Regions from separate parts of the Rattus norvegicus genome. Here region 2 is linked to region 1. A link is a contact called in public Hi-C data. All regions are on one chromosome and are shown on one strand. Each heading gives the region's core, a stretch centred on a gene start, on an enhancer-like site or on the middle of the called end of the contact. The rest is flanking DNA. Distances are from core to core; before and after follow the strand shown. Region 1 overlaps LOC134485759 (a long non-coding RNA gene). Region 2 has its middle 14 kb from the start of Rplp0l1.

Region 1 (4,433 bases), core at 431-2,930:
CAATAACCAATAAGAAAAAAATATGGAAGCAGATGGTATTTGCCAAGGGTGATTTTTTCCCCCTTCTGAGGAGTTGATTCCTTTCACATGCTCATAACAGTTCTATTCCTTAATGTAGCCCTACATCTTAATAATCTCAATGTAAGGGTAATTTCTTTAAAATATTAAAGTTCGACTTGCCATTAAAGTAGCCATTATCATCCTTGACGTCGTTAATTTTACTTTATCGACCTTTCAGTCTAAGGAGTGTGGAGAAATTGGTCTTTGCTTCTTATTAGGATCTCTCAGGTTTGACTCAGGATCTAGGCTCTGTAAGACCTGGAGGCTGCCAGGGGGACCAGGGAAGCAGCACTCTGCCCTGGGGCATCAGATCTGATGCCTACTGCAGCCTGGAAGTCCCTGGCTTTCTAGGTTTGAGAAAGAGGCACCCATACCCAGTGCCTGGAGGAGCCTTCTTCACAGCATCATCGCAGCTCTGAGAAGTTAGTTACAAACAAACACACAGGAATAAAGGCATCAAAACACGGCACATCATTAAGGCGCATGTAATAGAAACACGGCTATTTTAGGTAGCCATAGCATTTGGTTGTGAACCTCAAGACTCTCCTGTGATCACATCTGCGTATATTTATAAACTCAGCATAGAAACATGCGTCACAACTGATCTCTTGAAGTAGCAGAGGTTTCTGTGTGGGGGACGACTGTGGAATGTGACTGTGGGATTTAAAAGGGCAGGGGGTGGGGGTGGGGAAAGTAACTGTTCCGGCTGAGCGGCTCTCCACAATGTGGTTTTTTGATTCAGTGACTAATTATTGTGATTATTTTCATCAGCAAAGACACCGGTAGAGCTAAACATATTTATTTTCTTTTATTCCCTCCTTAAAAAGTATAATATTTCAAGCTTTAGAGAAATCCCATATGTCTCCTCCCTATACTTAGGACGCATGCTCTCAGATGTTGCCACAAATGCTGAACTACCTTGGGTCCACTGTTCCTTCTGTGACATTGTTTCTCTCTTCCAGTATCAGCTTGATAAGGCCAACCCGAGCTTAGTGAAAACACCCAGCCTCTGCCTTGCTAATATCCTCAGCTGACCTTCTGGGCTCCCTGTCATATAGCTACATAGAGCTGGCTGCCAAATGTCAGAATGTAATCTAATGAACACTCACAGTATCTCAATAGGGAAAAATAGTAGAAAGAATAGACATTTTAAGTCTTTGAAATCAGAGTTTTGTTCCCTGTAGAATTACTGGACATAGTTTTCGAGGTTTATCAAACATGTGCTCTCTAATGACTGCTATACAGAAAAGGTACAGAGGAAAGCCAGGCCTGTTCCCAGTCAGGAAGATGAAAGATGAATATGTTAGATCAAACAATACTATGTCCAACAAGAACGATCCTTTAAACTTTTCTGATTCCCTACACTTCATGCACACACACACACACACACACACACACACATACATACACACAGACACACACAGACACAGACACACACACAGATACAGACACACACACAGACACACACTCAGACACACACACACACACACACACACACACACACACACACACACACGTTCTTTGCACAACTAAGAATGATACCCCAGTTGGGTCTGAAACCAAATGAGCAGAGTTGGAAGCATATTGCTCAAGACGTGGCCTGTAAGGAACAAGTCCAGCTTTTAATAGTGAGTCATCCTCACTGCCATAGAAACAGAAACTGACAGAAACCCAGTGAGTCTCTCCCCTTCTCTTCCCAAAATTGTTATGAAGGGATAAATGCCTTAGCCCGTATGCATTCTTGAATTCATATTATTATTGAATGCACCTCCATTTTTTAAGAAATCCATCACATAATTGTCCTTTATTTGCTCAGACAATTATGTGGTTAATTTGATTTTTCAGTCTTTGAACAAAATCTTTGGTAATTTAAAATGCCTAATGAGTGGAAGACATCAGACCACCCTTCCTTCCACATGACTGAAGTCCATCCAAGAATGATCATGCGTGAAAATCAAACTATATTTCATTTTCTAGAGCTGACTTAAGTAAATCTTTCCACTATACACTCACCTAACAACATTAAAATTCAGAATCCCAGAACTGGAGCATTAGGACAGTGCAAAAAAAAAAATCAGTAACTGAAGAATATTTATTTTTAAAATTTAGTGTCAGGGGAAATTTGGTGTGTGTGTGTGTGTGTGTGTGTGTGTGTGTGTGTGTAAAAACATATGAGACTAGATGGAACATTTATAGCTACAATTTCAGGAAGTTTGTTTGGTGTGGCAGTGAGACCTGCGGCTGCCTCCGAGGAGACTATAAATGTCAGCATATCTCATGCTTTCTTCATTTATAACGGTTTCCCTCACAGATCATGGCGATTTGTTACATAACAAACTGAGGTGTGTAAATGTCTTCTACCTTACCTAGAGCTCTAATGAAGATCTACCAATATGAGTTTTCCTTTAAAGCATTTTTGGAAACAATCCAAAATTAGACTTTTCACTTTCGATTGCAGAGAATGGCTTAATAAACTAGTAATTGTGAAACTTACTCATGCTTATTGTATTTTTCTTAAAGATAGCCTGAATATATTTCATATTCCATCACTGTGCCATAATGCAGCAGAATAAACTTAGACACAAGCCACTTCTTGCTCCAGCGCCATCACTAAAGAGCCATATAAATGAGGAATCCTCTTTTCAGATACTGCATTTCAGAACTCCATTCTTTTCCTTTCTCACAGTAACTGGCTTTTCATAAGATTCCAGAGCTGGAAGGTGTATTAGTTAGGATTGCGTCCAGCAGCCACTCAGACGACCCCCAACATCTTAAACAGGAAGCAGCTTTGGGCCCTTCTTGGCCAGCGGCTTTTGTACTCTTGATCCTAACGTGGCTGCTATGCTTCCTGACCTCCTGTCTGTGTTCCAGGAAGGAAGAGAAGGTCATCATAGTGAGGGACAATAGGCAAGAGCCCTTACACCTATGTCCACTGAGTCTCTCTTTTTTAAATAGAATTAATTTGCATACCACAACAATCCATTTGTTTAAAACACATATTCCGCTGGTTTTCAGTGAACCATCACCATTATCTAATTCCATTGTTCTCAAATAAAATCTACCCATTAGAGTCACCTGTTCTGGGCATCATGGATAAGTAGAATTAAACAATATGTGGCCTTCGTCTCTGGCTTCACCGTTCATCCAGTGAACAGAAATCTTAGTAATTCAGTCCTTTTTCTAGCTGAATAATATTTCATTGTATGGCTGTAACTCATTGGTATACGGGCATTTGGGGGCTATTTCCATTCACTAGCTATTAAAAATAGTGCTGCCGTGTTTGGGGCTGAGCTTTTATAGAAACACGTTTTCCAGTTACTTGGGTATAGCTAGGACTTGCTCAGGTGTGTGGTGACTCTGTTTTGGTTTTCTGATGAATTAACAAACTTGTATAAGAAGCTATGCCATGGGCTGGTAGGACGGCTCAGTAGGCAAAGGTGTTTGACAGGAACACTAACAGCTTGGGTTTGATCCCCAGGTTCCAAATGGTGGAAAGAGAGAGCTGATTGCAAGGTGTTCTCTGACCTCTACACACACACACACACACACACACACAAACACACACACACACACACACACACACCAAACAAACAAACAAACAAACAAATGTATGTGAGGGGATAGGAAGTAGGTACGATAGTTTGAAGTGCTGTATGCATCAGCTGTAGTGACCAGCTCTGAGCCAACACAAGGCCAGCCCCATCAACAGCCATCTAGAAAAGCAGAAGGTCCTCATGGGCCTACCCTTCGCCTCCTAACTACTGTCTGTCAATAAACTATAGCAGAGGGAGAATCACTGTTCTTAGTTGCTGACCCCACCAAGCTCCTACGGAGAGCTTCAAACCCACACTCATACAGACATGCCAGGTTAATTTTGATGGGTCACAAAATAAAATAGGCATAAAATGTCCAAGAAAGATTCATGGCAAGGATAGAATGTGGACAGGGTGGAAGGGAAGCTGTCAGTGTGCAGAGGCTATGTATGTTAAATTGTAAAAACGTAATAAAATTAAATAAATACATGTAATTCTAAAGCGGAAAAAGGAGAAACAAATAAACAAAACAAAGAAGCGACATCATTTTTCAATCCCGCCAGCAGTGGATGAGGTTTCCGTGAGACTATTTATCTGCTCAACAATATTTTCTCAAAAGCTTCCCCCATGCCTTTAGAGCCTTCTCTCCTCTCATTGGCCAGAAACTGGGTCTCCTGGCCTTTCTAACACCAAGGGAGCTTGGGAAAGTGAGTAGCCAACCTTTAAATGTCTGGTATAGAAGGAGACTGAGGTCTGGCTTTTGCCTCCTGAGGGAATGGTACCTTTTTTGATGGAGGACTTCTCCTCCTCAAACCCACACCACATGGATGGTATGTACAC
Region 2 (4,632 bases), core at 1,784-4,283, 150 kb after region 1:
CAGGAGTATCAATGTCCCCTACCGTGCCAGTGTCCTTTGGAGCCTACCTTCCTGTGCCGCTGCTCCGTGCCCATTGTGAGCTAATTAAATGAGCATCCTTGACCAGTCAACCATCTTTATAAACAGCTTCCTCTTCTCATTAGCAACCAGAGCAGGCACAAACCCACCATTCCTGGGGCGGTTCCCCTTTCTACACCTGTGACAGGCATGGATGTCAGAGCACTTGCCCCTGAGCGTCAAGGGGTCAAGTGACAGGCACACTCAGAATCCTTCTCAACACAAGGTTATATCCATCAGTCAGAGTGTGCAGGTGCCTGAGACAGTCCTTCCTGCTTACCATCAGTGACCCAGCTGCTTAATAGCTAATGTGTTTACTAGGCAAGCACCAGGAGTTTTAATTTCCTCTCCCTCATGGAACCCTAAACTAGAATAGCATCCAGTCACATTCTGTCTACTCTGCTCCTTTCTGGCTGGACAGTCCAGGTTGTGGGTGGGCTACTTTAGATTTTTTTTTTTTTTGGTTCTTTTTTTCGGAGCTGGGGACCGAACCCAGGGCCTTGCGCTTCCTAGGCAAGCGCTCTACCACTGAGCTAAATCCCCAGCCCCTAGATTTTTTTCTCTTCTTTTTTTTCATTAAGACAAGGTTTCTCTGTGTAGCCCTGGCTGGCCCGGAACTTGCTCTGTAGACCAGGCTGTCCTGGAAATCATAGAGGTATACATGCCTCTGCCTCCTGGGTGAGTGTTGGGATTCAAGGAAGCCATGCACAACCACCACCATGCTTCTTTTTGAAGTCGTATTTGGCATGAGAATTGGAATAAGACAGCTACAGTCAGGAAAGTTACCATTAAAAATTACTTGTGGAGGCGAACTTAGGAGGCAGAGGAAAGTGGGTTTCTGTGAGTTCGAGGCCATCCTTATCTACAGAGCAAGTTCTTGGACAGCCAGGGCTCTGTTACACAGAGAAAATTCAGTCTCAGAAAGGCAAAAAGAAGAAGAAGGAGGAGGAGGAGGAGAAGAGGAGGAGGAGGAGAAGGAGGAGGAGGAGGAAGAGGAGGAGGAGGAGGGGAAGGGGAAGAAGAAGAAGAAGAAGAAGAAGAAGAAGAAGAAGAAGAAGAAGAAGAAGAAGAAGAAGAAGAAGAAGAAGAAGAAGAAGAAGAAGAAGAAGAAGAGGAAGAAGAAGAAGAAGAAGAAGAAGAAGAAGAAGAAGAAGAAGAAGAAGAAGAAGAAGAAGAAGAAGAAGAAGAAGAAGAAGAAGAGCCTACCCCCGAAGGTCTGAAAATGTGGCTTAGTTGGTAAGAGTGCTTGCCTAGCACGCACAACATCCTGGGTTCAGTCCTCAGCACCACATAAAACAAGAGTGGTGAGTACACAGCTGGGATCTCTGTACTGGGAGGTGAAGGCGGGAAGATCAGTTCAAGGTCATCTTCAGCTATACAGTAAGTTCCCCACCAACTTGAGCTATAAAAGCCAGGACGGGGTGGGGGTGGGGGGAGGTGCGCATTCTGAAGACTGCTCTCCCCAGCCGTGCTTTTCTCCTATTCAGGCCTACACTCTACACGAAGGCCCAGCGAGCCGGCTGGTCTTGAGCCATAAAGAACAGTACCTAGGAGGCTATGAAGCAGACAATGAACTCCCCCACAGAACATGACTCCTGGGCAGGCAACTGGAGACCCAGAGCAGTGGCAAGGTTTTCCACCTGGCCTGAGCAACGGAACCCTAAGCCATCGGAAACGATGCTTCTGGCTGATAGCAAGCAGCCATGGTTTCTTCTCTCTACCCACCCCCTTTCTTTCAAGCTGATCACATTTCCTTGGTGATTTCCATGCTTGGTCAGAAGACTTAGGGGATAGCTTTGCATCCCACAGGATCTTGTCCAGATAAACTATTCTGCACTAATTAGTGGGATCATCTGAAAGGTCCCTTCCTTCCTGTCTGCAGTGAGTTTGCACTGAACAAGTGAGCCTGAGTACTGAGAAGAGAGCCTTTGAACTCCAGCTGGACCCCTGGAGAGGCTGAAGATGAAGATGTCAGTGCCTCTGTCAGAAAAACAACACAAAACCAGTCTGTTTCTAGTGGCTTCCTTTCCCACTTAGACCACGAGAACGTTGTAACTGAATGGGAGAAAGGCGGGAGTCTGGCAGCTGATCTGAGGAAATCTTACACAATTTTGATGAGGCCCCCACCCCACCCCTGGGTGAGTCGAACCAGTTCTCAAGTACCAGATAACTACGGAAAGACAGCTGAGGCATGGGGCAGGGGACTCAGTGGTAAAGCATGTGTGAGTGCACGCAAACATGAACACACACATGCACACATACATTTTTCTGTGTGTTAGCTCCTGAAATTTTAGTTAATATACTTATTATCATATCACCACTCAAACAGATGAGAAGCAGGCATAAAGAGGCAAAATGACCCCTGCAACACCAGCCAGCAAGTGAAAGACAGAGCTGGGGCTGGAACCCAGTTAGTCTGCCTAAGTCCCAAAAAGCCTGAAACGTGCACATTCAAACAAAACCCAAAGAAAGAGCGGGCCTGTGATCCAATGAGACCAGGATAGGTAATAGCTACAAGGACACTCCCACTCCAGGGCATTCTCAGTGTGACAGAAGGCTTTTGATAAGTAGAGTCATTGACCCTCTCTACCCCGTGCTTAAAACGAGACCTCAACCACCACTCATTCGGTTTTGTCCATATTGTCACATGTCCCCTTATAGACAGGTACTTCAGGGCCTAACCTGGAGATGGTTTATGGTGTCTGCCAGGCACCAAAACAGGTTTCTGCACGCTGTTCGTCTGCCTGCAGAAGTTAACTGCAACTGCTGTAACTAGTGCCTCGTGCAGCCTTGTGGGTGGTTCTAGTATCTGAGGCCCTGACCTCTAGAATAACAGTCTGCGAACCCACTGTTCCTCCAACCAGCTTCTCATCTGTAAATATTTCTTCATGCTGGAAATAGTTTCGAGCACTCCTCAGTGCCAAGCTCTCAAACCACCAAGTTGAATTCAATGTTTGCCCAAGCTGCTCAGTATTTGCTAGTGGTGACAGGCACCGGAAGGGACCTTCTCAAGGCTTAGAGTACAGGGATGGCCCCAACCTGCCCCTCCACCCTGGGAGTAGGAGCTGCAAATGAGATCACACTGGGAAATTGATTTGTAAAAAGCATAAGGTGAGAATGGGGTGTGGAGAGAGGAGGAGGGGATGAAGGAGAGGGAGAAGCAAAGAAGAGGGCTCTACAGCCTTGGATCAGAACGTATTGTCTTGAGACCTCTGAGGGCCAAGATGCGATCTCATCCTGGGCTGGGAGCCCAGAGCATGGAGTCCAGCCTCCGAGGACAAAGCCTGGAGCTCTGGCCTCTCCCTCAGGCCAAGCTGCCCTGGACTTCATCCTGGCAGAGGCCTAGAACTTTCGAGCCCTGCACCGCCCCGGAAAGATTTTGAGTTAGAGTCTGAGCCATGACAAAGGCCAGGCCTCTCCTCCATTGTGCAACCAAAGAAGCCGGATTTCCCGTGAATCCCCTTATGTAAGGGCATCCCTGAGCAATGGTGGCCTGGGTAGCGCCCTCTGCCTCCTTTCTCTGTGCTGAAGCGCCACCTGGAGGCCAGTTCTCGTTCAAACCGTTGTGTAGCAGACTCTTAAAATTAGCCTCCACATAGGAAAAAAAGAGATGCCTTGGAACAAAAAAGCACCTTTTGAAAGAACCTCAACGGTTTTTTCGCCTGCTCTTTTGCTATTGCTGATGGGATATTCAAGGGTTGAATGATGAGGCCTCTTAAAAAGACAGGATTTCTCCACGACTTAGAATTACAGTGATCTTGTAACTGCCTTTACATTCTAATATCTGGATCCGAAGAGCACACGTAAGGAGAAAACTGCAGTTCACCTTGCATCTCAGACTCCAACCTCTTCGTCCCCTACTGCAAGTTAGTCAGGTTCCACTAACTTGTGTAGAGTTTTGCTGTGCGGCGGCCCCTTCTCAGGAGAGCCGGGGTTCGGCAGAGCTTTTTGAATCAGCTGCCCGGCCCGGGCATGAACACACACCCTGGACTAATTGTTAACAAGTAGCTGGATGGACATACGAAGATGATTGCTTAAAATGAGCTCCAAGTTATTTTATTCTGAAGAAATTCTAAGCTAAAGGGACCCAGAAAATAGGGAATATCCAATATAAAGAAAAGGGGACGGGCTCCCGAACTGAGAAAGGTTTAGTTTTGCTTTCTTTGTTGTTTTGGTTTTTTGGTAAGGAAGCAAGTAACCAAGCAAACAAAATGAGCAAGCGAGCAAGCGAGAGAGAGAAGAGAGAAAGAGATTTCGTTTTCAGAGTTTTGTTCTTACTCTTTTGGTAGGTCAGCAGTTTAGCTACAAGGACAAAAGACCCTGATATCTCAAGCAATCCTTGTCAGAAAGAGGAAAATGCTGGCAGTATCAGAAATAGCCCATCTCAAATCCTATTACAACGTCATGGTAACAAAAACAGTGTGGTACTTGCTCAAAAATGGGTCTGTCAATCAAGGGGATCAAAGAGAGGTCACCCTACGACGGAAAGAGACCCTCTAAACACTGGTGCTGAGAAAATGGTTTCCACAAGGAAAGGAAAGATTAAGACCCCTATCTCTAACCCTGCGAAAAATC

Evidence for each region. A called contact is a pair of places that touch in the nucleus more often than the background predicts.
Region 2: a contact with region 1 is called in a Hi-C map of Schwann cells, with 2.8 times the contacts expected there. The contact joins two enhancer-like sites. A contact is called at or near these places in 4 of 12 Hi-C or Micro-C datasets (the A7r5 cell line, Schwann cells, liver and 1 more).

What each region holds. Positions count from the first base shown.
Region 1 is chr2:194,477,236-194,481,668 of GRCr8, forward strand. LOC134485759 (a long non-coding RNA gene) reads right to left here. Exons shown (of 4, transcript XR_010064008.1): 2 at 4,376-4,433. Among named protein-coding and RNA genes, the nearest start is that of Magi3, 74 kb to the left of the region's middle. Within about 2 kb of position 1,681, at least 7 of the 93 cell types and tissues checked have an H3K27ac peak or open chromatin away from gene starts, as enhancers often do. A contact at or near this core is called in the A7r5 cell line and Schwann cells, where this site is marked.
Region 2 is chr2:194,621,333-194,625,964 of GRCr8, forward strand. No RefSeq gene overlaps it. Among named protein-coding and RNA genes, the nearest start is that of Rplp0l1, 14 kb to the left of the region's middle. Within about 2 kb of position 3,034, at least 47 of the 93 cell types and tissues checked have an H3K27ac peak or open chromatin away from gene starts, as enhancers often do. A contact at or near this core is called in the A7r5 cell line and Schwann cells, where this site is marked.